Regions from separate parts of the Mus musculus genome. Here region 1 is linked to region 2. The links are chromatin contacts, called in public HiChIP or PLAC-seq maps. All regions are on one chromosome and are shown on one strand. Each heading gives the region's core, a stretch centred on a gene start, on an enhancer-like site or on the middle of the called end of the contact. The rest is flanking DNA. Distances are from core to core; before and after follow the strand shown. Region 1 holds the start of Mtln (mitoregulin). Region 2 overlaps Mrps5 (mitochondrial ribosomal protein S5).

Region 1 (5,756 bases), core at 1,097-3,596, 190 kb after region 2:
GGGAACTTCATATAGTTAAGTAGGAGGGTAGAAGGAAAAGAAATGTCCAGGGGAATGGTCCACTACAAAGCTAGGGACACACAGGACATACAAACAGGTAGTAGTAGTAGAGAGCAAGGGCATAGGGCACCTACATGTTTAGAGCAGGATGCTAGAAGTGACTTAGAAAAGGATGAACATAGCCGGATGCTGCACTTAAGCAATGAGACGAGGGCTGCTGACATGGCTCCGTTTTTAAGATTATTGACTGCTCTTGCTCAGGACCTAGGTCCAGTTCCCAGGAACCAGCTTGTAATTGCCTTATAACTCCAGTTCTAGGGGATGTGACACTTTTCTCTGGCCTCTGCAAGTACCAAGTAGGCATCTATGTGGTACACAGACATGCATGCAGACAAAACACAAAACATTCAAACTCATAAAAAAAAATCATAAAACAAACGAAAACCTAAAACAGCACAAATACCTGGTCTTCCAGGAACAGCCCAGAGGCGGAGCTAGTCCAGCCACAAGTCAATTTAACCCCAAGTTTTCAGTTTAGGACAAAATGTACTTCAAAAAACCTATCCCAACTAAGCCTCAATAAATGATGTTGACAACAGAGCTGACCCTGCTCTGGGGCTGGAGATGGATCACCTGGGAAAATGCCTACTGCACATGCATGAAGATCTGGCTTAAACACCCAGCACCCATGTAAAAACCTGGGGTGGAATGGGGCAATCTGTAACAGTAGTTACAGGACCAAGACTTTGGATTCTCAGAACCCACAGTGGAAGTAGCAGTCTCCAGGACAAACTTCCAGTCTACACCTACATACACATCACACATGCACTCACACACACGTGGACATATATTCAGTACACACACTACACATACAAGAGAAGAAGAAAAGGTGAAGAACAGTCCAGGAAGGCACTGATGCTGACCTCTGGTCCCCACACAACTGCCCACCGCCACCACCCACAGGCAGATAAGAACCCTATTCTACCTCAAAGATCTTCACCTAGTTCTCAGTGAGGAATGCTGACTAGAAAGCTTCAGCCAACTAAAGCCCAGACAGGATGGCTCTCTGAAAACTGGCGTTTCAGCCCTTGCTGGATTCATAGAATAAGATCTAAGTCACATATAAGGCTCAATAATCCTAGGAAAATGGGCCATGGTGTTTCCCTGGAGAACAAACTGATTTTCTTAAAAATGTAGACAATGCGTCAGAAATACATCTTATAAATAACCAAGGCTTTGGTCACTTGATAGGACTGGCATTTATCTTTAAGCTTACTCAACAGTTTCTCTTTCACATATATATTCCGTTATATCACATGCATTATTTTTTTTAATTTTAGTTTTTTTACTCTCTACATTCTTCAAAGTGCAAATATCTTGCATTTGTAATGCTTAATTCAGGCATTTGACACAGCTCCTAGGTTTTCTGAATATGTCTAGAAAAATGACTCATAATGGTCCGTTGATCAGATCTGCCTCCAGGCTGTACCAAGGTGAGATTCCATCAGAAAGTCTCTGCTTTCAGGCTCCAAATCTCTTACTGCAGCAAACTGAATGGTAGGCAAAAATACTGCTTTCTTTTGTGAGGAGGAAAAAGATTCAAAGATGTTTAATTTTTTATTTTAAAAATAGATTCATAAAGTGCAAGAAATTATTTCTCTCCAGTGCTTTTTATTTTCATCTTCGACAAGCTGTTGAAAAACAGTAAGAAAAAAAAATCAGTAACACAGTAGTATCTTTAACTTCAAATTTCTGTACTGTGATCGCAAACCATGAACTAAGAGAAGAAAACTATAGGACTGAAGAATAACTATGATGAAACGCAAAGCTCCTGCCATCCACGTTAAAAAGCCACTGTGGACCCTATGAATGTGGAGGCTGGGCGTGAAATGACTCCCTCCCCCATTTCGAAGTTAAATGTTAAGGTGTAACTGCATCGCACGTGGTAAAACATTCCCATTAAATACCCTCAGCAAACTGAGCTGTTAATACCTGAAAGTAAGTTGTTAGAGAAGACAAAACTATTTTCTTTCTGAAGCAAGCCATGTTCTTGCAAGCCGTGCAAGGACGACTCCTGGGTCGCGCGGCTCCCACGATCCGGGCTGCGTTGGGCTTAGGGAGTGAGAACCCGGCGGACTCGGGCTGCAGCGCGTGCTCAGGCCAGGTCCAGCTTTTTCTGAGTCGTTGCCAGCTTGTCCTGCAGCCTCCGCTTCCTCCAGTCTAGGTAACGCCTCCGCAGCCGATTCGCTTGCCAGCCCAGGACCACTCCAGAGGCGAAAGCCACTAGCACGGACACCTGCAGCGTCCTCTCAGACACGTCCGCCATTGCAACCACTCAGCACAAAGTAGAGTGAGCTACGGATTGGCGCAAGGATCAGATGCCACAGCGCTCGCTTGAGGCCCGCTCTGAGTCTGCGCGAGGAAAGGACAGGAAAGGAAGCAGAGTTCCCTGACTCTTAGATCAGGAGTCTTAACTGTGATGTGAGATGGTCTTGGTTTCTGATGGGCTCCGCGTTTCTTCTACATTTCTTGTTTGACATTAGTCAGATATTCACTTGCATCATACCCGAAGTGTTATCTACTATTGTTCGTTTTTGTTTTGTTTTGTTTCTTTCTTTTTGGTTTTTCGAGACAGGGTTTCTCTGTATAGCCCTGGCTGTCCTGGAACTCACTTTGTAGACCAGGCTGGCCTCGAACTCAGAAATCCGCCTGCCTCTGCCTCCCAAGTGCTGGAACGCCTGCGCCACCACGCCCGGCTTTGTTCGTTTTTCTTATCTAAGCTTTCTGGTAACTCGATTTTAAAATAAACAAATAGAGAAAAAAACTTAATAACACTTAAAAAGAACAAATTTAGATGAAATGGTCTTTAATACGTTTTCTCTTACCCCAGTATACAGGGTATTTTAATATATAATCTTCCAAGTTACTAGTGTCAATGCAATAGCCACAGCTCTCATCAATGGAATAAAAAGTGGACATTGTCAGACCAATGACCTTTAAGTACTTAAAAAAGAGAAGCAGCAGCGGTCGCCATCTTGGTCTGAGACCCGCCGAACTTAGGAAATTAGTCTGAACAGGTGAGAGGGTGCGCCAGAGAACCTGACAGCTTCTAGAACAGGCGGAAGCACAGAGGCGCTGAGGCAGCACCCTGTGTGGGCCGGGGACAGCCGGCCACCTTCCGGACCGGAGGACAGGTGCCCACCCGGCTGGGGAGGCGACCTAAGCCACAGCAGCAGCGGTCGCCATCTTGGTCCGGGACCCGCCGAACTTAGGAAATTAGTCTGAACAGGTGAGAGGGTGCGCCAGAGAACCTGACAGCTTCTAGAACAGGCGGAAGCACAGAGGCGCTGAGGCAGCACCCTTTGTGGGCCGGGGACAGCCGGCCACCGTCCGGACCGGAGGACAGGTGCCCGCCCGGCTGGGGAGGCGGCCTAAGCCACAGCAGCAGCGGTCGCCATCTTGGTCCGGGACCCGCCGAACTTAGGAAATTAGTCTGAACAGGTGAGAGGGTGCGCCAGAGAACCTGACAGCCTCTGGAACAGGCAGAAGCACAGAGGGGCTGAGGCAGCACCCTGTGTGGGCCGGGGACAGCCAGCCACCTTCCGGACCGGAGGACAGGTGCCCGCCCGGCTGGGGAGGCGACCTAAGCCACAGCAGCAGCGGTCGCCATCTTGGTCCGGGACCCGCCGAACTTAGGAAATTAGTCTGAACAGGTGAGAGGGTGCGCCAGAGAACCTGACAGCTTCTGGAACAGGCGGAAGCACAGAGGCGCTGAGGCAGCACCCTTTGTGGGCCGGGGACAGCCGGCCACCGTCCGGACCGGAGGACAGGTGCCCGCCCGGCTGGGGAGGCGGCCTAAGCCACAGCAGCAGCGGTCGCCATCTTGGTCCCGGGACTCCAAGGAACTTAGGAATTTAGTCTGCTTAGGTGAGAGTCTGTACCACCTGGGAACTGCCAAAGCAACACAGTGTCTGAGAAAGGTCCTGTTTTGGGCCTTCTTCTTCGGCCAGGAGGAGGTCCAAATACAAGATATCTGCGCACCTTCCCTGTAAGAGAGCTTGCCAGCAGAGAGTGCTCTGAGCACTGAAACTCAGAGGAGAGAATCTGTCTCCCAGGTCTGCTGATAGACGGTAACAGAATCACCAGAAGAACAATCTCTAAACAGAGTCAACTATAACTACTAACTCCAGAGATTACCAGATGGCGAAAGGTAAACGGAGGAATCTTACTAACAGGAACCAAGACCACTCACCATCACCAGAACCCAGCACACCCACTTCGCCCAGTCCAGGGAACCCCAACACACCCGAGAACCTAGACCTAGATTTAAAAGCATATCTCATGATGATGGTAGAGGACATCAAGAAGGACTTTAATAAATCACTTAAAGAAATACAGGAGAACACTGCTAAAGAGTTACAAGTCCTTAAAGAAAAACAGGAAAACACAATCAAACAGGTAGAAGTCCTTACAGAAAAAGAGGAAAAAACATACAAACAGGTGATGGAAATGAACAAAACCATACTAGACCTAAAAAGGGAAGTAGACACAATAAAGAAAACTCAAAGCGAGGCAACACTAGAGATAGAAACCCTAGGAAAGAAATCTGGAACCATAGATTTGAGCATCAGCAACAGAATACAAGAGATGGAAGAGAGAATCTCAGGTGCAGAAGATTCCATAGAGAACATTGGCACAACAATCAAAGAAAATGGAAAATGCAAAAAGATCCTAACTCAAAATATCCAGGAAATCCAGGACACAATAAGAAGACCAAACGTACGGATAATAGGAGTGGATGAGAATGAAGATTTTCAACTCAAAGGTCCAGCAAACATCTTCAACAAAATTATTGAAGAAAACTTCCCAAATCTAAAGAATGAGATGCATATGAACATACAAGAAGCCTACAGAACTCCAAATAGACTGGACCAGAAAAGAAATTCCTCCCGACACATAATAATCAGAACATCAAATGCACTAAATAAAGATAGAATACTAAAAGCAGTAAGGGAAAAAGGTCAAGTAACATATAAAGGCAAGCCTATCAGAATTACACCAGATTTTTCACCAGAGACTATGAAAGCCAGAAGAGCCTGGACAGATGTTATACAGACACTAAGAGAACACAAACTGCAGCCCAGGCTACTATACCCAGCCAAACTCTCAATTATCATAGAGGGAGAAACCAAAGTATTCCACGACAAAACCAAATTCACGCATTATCTCTCCACGAATCCAGCCCTTCAAAGGATAATAACAGAAAAAAACCAATACAAGAACGGGAACAACGCCCTAGAAAAAACAAGAAGGTAATCCCTCAACAAACCTAAAAGAAGACAGCCACAAGAACAGAATGCCACCTTTAACAACTAAAATAACAGGAAGCAACAATTACTTTTCCTTAATATCTCTTAACATCAATGGTCTCAACTCGCCAATAAAAAGACATAGACTAACAAACTGGCTACACAAACAAGACCCAACATTTTGCTGCTTACAGGAAACTCATCTCAGAGAAAAAGATAGACACTACCTCAGAATGAAAGGCTGGAAAACAATTTTCCAAGCAAATGGTATGAAGAAACAAGCAGGAGTAGCCATCCTAATATCTGATAAGATTGACTTCCAACCCAAAGTCATCAAAAAAGACAAGGAGGGACACTTCATTCTCATCAAAGGTAAAATCCTCCAAGAGGAACTCTCAATTCTGAATATCTATGCTCCAAATACAAGAGCAGCCACATTCACTAAAG
Region 2 (5,506 bases), core at 1,784-4,283:
GGAGAGTTAGTTTAGGCACATTATTCTCTAAATGCAGAGGTCAGAGCCACATGAAAGACAGCAGACTGAGTGAGACCTTCTGTAGGAGAGTTGCTGGGTGTTTCATTTTGATCTTCTTCCAGGTTACGGCCTCCGCTGCCACAGGGCCATTATCACCATCTGCCGCCTCATCGGCATCAAGGACATGTATGCGAGGGTCACCGGGTCCATGAACATGCTCAACCTCACCCGGGGCCTCTTCCATGGGCTTGCCCGCCAGGTAACCTCCTGGGTGCAAAGGCACAAGTGCTAGCTTATGTTGCAGACAGTGCTGTTGTGTCCTCTTCTGTATCTCTCCAAGTGAGGAGAGGGATTCAAAGCCAGGCCCGGGCCTAGCTAGACAACCCAGGGCTCTCATCTGTTAGAAAATACATCCTTGCTTGTTAATGGTCATAGTTGCAACTAGCTCAGATCAGGGTGAACCCTGCATGGGTAACACAGACGATGTGTTCCTCCCGAATGGAGGGGCCCGAGGTGTTTCACCAGTCCAACAAGTAGGATTAAACTAGCAAGTGGACTTTCTTTTATCATTTGACATTTTCATTGACCAAGCATACTTTTTTGATAGAACAATGTAACTACTGACTTTTTAAATACTGAAGTTTAAACTTGAAGAAGTCCATGAAGCATTCAAAAGTTCCTTGAGTGGTGCGGTTACTCTGGTGTAGCCCTGGAAGCAAAGAGTGCCATGTCCTCCCAGAGATGGGACCCTGGGTTGCTCTCCAGTGGGGCCTGGCTCATGGTCCTTTCTCCCCTTATGGAGGGAATGGTTTGTAGCTATAAGGCTGGCTGGTAACCTGGGACTTTGGCAGATGGGTCTTCTTCCATCTTACTTGGTGGGTTGCTGTTAGGCTGAGGGAGATCTGTGTAGACACACCCTCCCGGTCCGGCTGCACGCATTTCCCAAATCGAGTCAAGTACTTACTTCACTTCCCCAAGCTGCTTCCTTTTCTTCCAAGTTTTTATTAGATATTTTCTTCATTTACATTTCAAATGCTATCCCGAAAGTTCCCTATACCCTCCCCTCGCCCTGCTCCCCTACCCACCCACTCCCACTTCTTGGCCCTGGCATTCCCCTGTACTGGGGCATATAAAGTTTGCAAGACCAAGGAGCCTCTATTCCCAGTGATGGCCAACTAGGCCATCTTCCGCTACATATGCAGCTAGAGACACGAGCTCTGGGGGTACTGGGTAGTTCATGTTGTTGTTTCCCCAAGCATCTCAGGGCTCTTGATGCTGGCTTCCTTTGAGTTGACAGAAGCCCTGACCCTTTAAGGGTCAGGTGACCTTCACAAATCTAATCTGTTCTCTGCTTGCTGTTTTCCAGGAAACCCACCAACATCTGGCGGATAAGAAGGGTCTCCACGTGGTGGAATTCCGGGAGGAATGTGGGCCTCTGCCTATCGTGGTGGCCTCCCCACATGGGGCCTTGAGTAAGGAGCCGGAGCCGGAACCTGAGGTTCCTGATACCAAGCTGGACTGGCAGGACGTGAAGGCCATGCAGGGACTGAAGCGCTCTGTGTGGTTTAATTTAAAGAGGCCTGCCACCTAAGCCTCCCGGAAGGCCAGCCCAGCCAGTGCTTGTGCTGACAGCACCCGGAGGACACGCCACTCTCACTTTTTATTTTAAAAAAAGTCCAACCTTCTTTGTTTTCAAATAAATAATTATAGATTTGTCTTACAGAGCACATGGTATATAGCTGTGTGATGGGAATGTTAGATGCAAATATCAGGAGCAATTCGTTATTTAAACTAGTAAATGTAAGTGAATTAGGACATAGCTAATAGTAGTAACATGCACAGCCATTGCTGTGACACTTAGGTCGTGTTTGTTACCGAGTCATCTGAAGATGAATGTTTTCAACTACATTTTACAGAGAAGTTGGATAGCCTGACCCGCTGAGCCACTCCCAGGCAGTTCTCCCGGCAGTTGTGTGCCGTTTCTGTCCATAAATACTGTGCCAGGCTGTGGCCTCACCCTCGGCTGTGTTTCCTGGACTCTAGGTGGTAGTGATCCCACTGTGTCTGAAGTGTGTCTCACTGTCACCTTCACTCACATGGCCCTAAAAGCAAATGCTGTTGAGTGTCCTCGTCGGCTTGTCAGGTCATGTGGCCCATTCAGGTCCTTTGTCCACTTAAAAAATTTGGGTTATTTGTGTTTTTATTATCAGCTGTAATTGCTCTTGTTGTGTAGTATAGATACAAACCTCCTGTCAGATACAACCTCAGGTCTGGGTGTTCCGTTTGTTGGTCTGCTTTGTTTTTTGTCTTCTCTGATAGACTAGTCTTATTTACCTTTAATTGGTGTTTTTTAGGTCATCAGCATAAAGTGACTGTAATGTAGTAAAGTCAGTATCTGCCAATATCAATTACACTTCTTTTTTCTCTTTTTTAGTAGTTGCTCTAGAGTTTGCTATGTATGTTTACAACGGATCCAGGTCTCTCCTAGGATCCTGCTTTGTAGCTAGTTTAGTCAGGTACCTTACAGCCATGGAGGGTTAGGTTCCTGCCCCTCCCCTCATGCCCCTGCTGCCGTTCATTCAGGCCTCATAAACCTGAGCAACACTCGTTGAGTCACTGTTGCTGTTATGGTTTTGAACAAACATCTGTTAAATCTAATAAGGAAAGTTAAAGGTTGTTTGTTTGTTTGTTTGTTTGTTTGTTTTTGTTAATGTAAGTCTGTGCTTGTGACCCCCATCTCTTCGTTGTCTTGTATCTTAGCTTACAAGGCAGGTTGATTGGAACAAAGCCCGTCGGTTGTTTGTCTGAGTCTTTGCTTAATTATAGGTCCATGAGACATCTCTTTGATAGTTGTAAGTATTTTCTCTCATACTTTCTGAGAAGTTGGGTGAATTGCTTATTTCTGCTCCTCTTTAGGTAATGTTTTCTTCTGTCTTCTTTCTCCTTTATCTTTGGTCTCTAGCAGTGAGACTATGATATGCTGAGTGTGGGTCTTACTTAGATGCACCCTCCCTCTTTTTCCTGCTGTGTACGTTTCTCTTGAGGTAGCCTCCACCTAGAAGTCCTTGTTGTGTTCAGTCTGGCAGTAAGCCCATCAGAGATGCTCCCTGCTTCGATGGCTGGCGGCATTTTGAGTGTTTTGTCTTTGTTTGTTTATTCATTGTTTGAGACTGGGTGTGATGGTTTGAATGAGAATGGCCCCATACACTCATGTATTTGAATGCTTGGTCCTGTTAATGGAACTATTTGGGAAGGGTTAGGTGTGGCCTTGTTGGAGGAGGTATGTCACTGGGGATGACCCTTGAGGTTATCTTTCTGCCTGCTGCCTATGGATCAAAATTTAAAGCTTTCAGCTCCATACCTGCTGCCTGGTACCATGCTTCCTGCCATGATGATAATGAACTAACCTTCTGAAAGTATAAAGAAGGCTCTAAGTCAATGCTGTCTTTTATCAGAGTTGCCTTGGTCACGGTGTCTCTTCACAGCAGTAGAATAGTGACTAAAACCTAACTTTCCATGTGGCCAGGGTTGATCCTTCTGCTAAGTGTTATGATAACTTGATGAGCCAGTATGCTCCACTTAGTATCAGACATCTTTTTTCTGCTTACAGTACCAGAGATAGAGCGAGCCCAGGATCTTGGACGAGCTAGACAAGTGCTCTGCCACCGAAGCACACCCCTGGCATGTTTTTGATTCTTTCATAGACTCACCCTGTCTGTGTACTTTACAGTCTGTTCCTTGGTATTGTCTGTTCCCCTGTAACATTAATCTTAGTGGTGCTGAACATTCCTGGGGTGGTGACTGTGACAGCCACTCCTGCTGTGTCTCAGGCCTGCTTCGTTCAGACTGCACCTTTGCTTCCCGTGTGCCTGTCACTGTTGCTGGGAGCTGGACATGATGTACTGGGTAAGGAGCTGAGGAAGTAGGTGGTTAGTGATGGAACAGGGGAGACAGGGGGGTGGGACGTTTTCTGTGGTGATGGGATTAGACCCCGGTCTTCTGGTGAGCCTGTTACTGGGTGCTTCTCGGTTCTACCCCGTAGGTACTAGAGGAGTCCCTATCCCCCGAGTCACACAGTCTAATAAACCAACAGTGATTTAGTGTGCCTAAGCACTTTCTCTTCACCTGCCTAGTATATTCCCCTGCACATACACACATACTCTCAAAGGAAATTTTTTTTCTAGAGCTATATTATTCATGGCTATAAATAGAAGCTAATTGCTAAGAAAGAAATGCCTCTAAGTTAGAGACATTGGAAACATCTAAGACTTTTCTATTTAAGTAGAATCTACAGGAAAATAGTTGGGTCTGGTAGTGCTGGGTGTGAATGCAGAACCTTTTATTCTCCATTGAGCTGTGTCCCCAGAACTCTCGTTATTTTTGAAATTTTATTTTTGTCCTAAAAAAAGCGATGAGCTTTACTGATCTCTCTTCTATTAGCCTAATTTGTTTTTTTTTTATACCCAATACTCTTATCTTTTTAAAATGTCATTTTTCCAAATTATTGACAACCACATTGACATTGGGGGGAAAAACTATTTGAGAATAAAAAATGTTTGGCATCTAATTGTCTTCCAATAACTTGGCAATAAAATGAAAAGTGAAGTAGAAGTTTGCCTTGAGAGCAAGGCCTCGTCACTAAGAGCACCGTGTTTCCAAGGATGCTTTTGCTCCTCCCCCCAGAAGCATGGCGATCCTGTTGAGCTGGCGGTAGAACTCGAATGTGGAGGCCCACCCTGTGACTTTACAGCCTAGCTCGTCAGCACAGCCTCTAGCAACCCTTCTCTACCTTGCAAAGACATCAGAGAAATGTACCTAGGAGTAACAAAGCAAAAGTGTAGAGATGGCCAGGTAAACAGACCATCGATGCCCTGTCCTCAGGAGGCATTGATGTATCCGGACCATCCATTACTTAACAGTGAAAGGAACTAGAGAGTGATACTTAGCAGAATAATTGTGTTAAGGGAAAGAAGCCAGGCTTCCTTAAAACGAGATGTGAAAGTTTCCAGAAGTACAAACTATAGTAGTAGGAATGGTTGTGTAGGGATGGAAGAGGGTGTTCCTGAGGGGCGTGAAGTGGCTTTTGAGGTGGTAGATGTCATAGTGGTGTGGTAGTTTCACAGTGTGTACAAACATCAAAACTCCCAAGAGTATACTTTAAACATGCTGTTGAAAGGGGTCTTAGCTTGGGCTCTTAACCCTCCCTCCAAGAATGGAGAGGGCAGACAACAAAGGGTGAGTAGTCAGAGGTGACCTTTTATTGGCCAGTCAGTAACAAAGCAGATCAAAAAGTAGATATTCTGAGCTTGTCTAGGGTCACAGGAGGGGAGCTGGGAGGTTTCCATTGTGGGAACTCCAGCCTCAGCTAGCTTCTGGCTGTCAGGGAGAGACTGTCAATAAACGTTAGGATTCTAAGCTCTTGGGGCAGGGTCTCTGCACGCTAGGTGACCATGCAGAATATAGGCCCCTGGTCCCTGGGAAATGCAGAAGTCCGGGGCCCTGTCCC

Evidence for each region. HiChIP or PLAC-seq counts read pairs in DNA pulled down with a chosen protein or histone mark.
Region 1: a contact with region 2 is called in an H3K27ac HiChIP or PLAC-seq map of embryonic stem cells, with 7 read pairs. The contact joins the promoter of Mtln here to the enhancer-like site in region 2. A contact is called at or near these places in 4 of 39 promoter capture datasets (3T3-L1-derived adipocytes, embryonic stem cells, erythroid cells and 1 more), 3 of 484 Hi-C or Micro-C datasets (embryonic stem cells and uterus), 6 of 115 datasets of contacts at active chromatin or transcription factors (bone marrow-derived macrophages and embryonic stem cells) and 2 of 9 other capture datasets (liver and pancreatic islet).

The regions. Positions count from the first base shown.
Region 1 is chr2:127,790,142-127,795,897 of GRCm38.p6, forward strand. Mtln (mitoregulin) reads right to left here and starts at 2,347. Exons shown (of 2, transcript NM_001384135.1): 1 at 1,993-2,347; 2 at 1,241-1,691. The coding sequence starts at 2,326. The coding sequence ends at 2,156.
Region 2 is chr2:127,602,263-127,607,768 of GRCm38.p6, forward strand. It overlaps Mrps5 (mitochondrial ribosomal protein S5), which reads left to right. Exons shown (of 12, transcript NM_029963.2): 11 at 123-259; 12 at 1,367-1,724. The coding sequence ends at 1,591. Among named protein-coding and RNA genes, the nearest start is that of Mrps5, 18 kb to the left of the region's middle. Within about 2 kb of position 3,034, at least 5 of the 459 cell types and tissues checked have an H3K27ac peak or open chromatin away from gene starts, as enhancers often do. A contact at or near this core is called in embryonic stem cells, where this site is marked.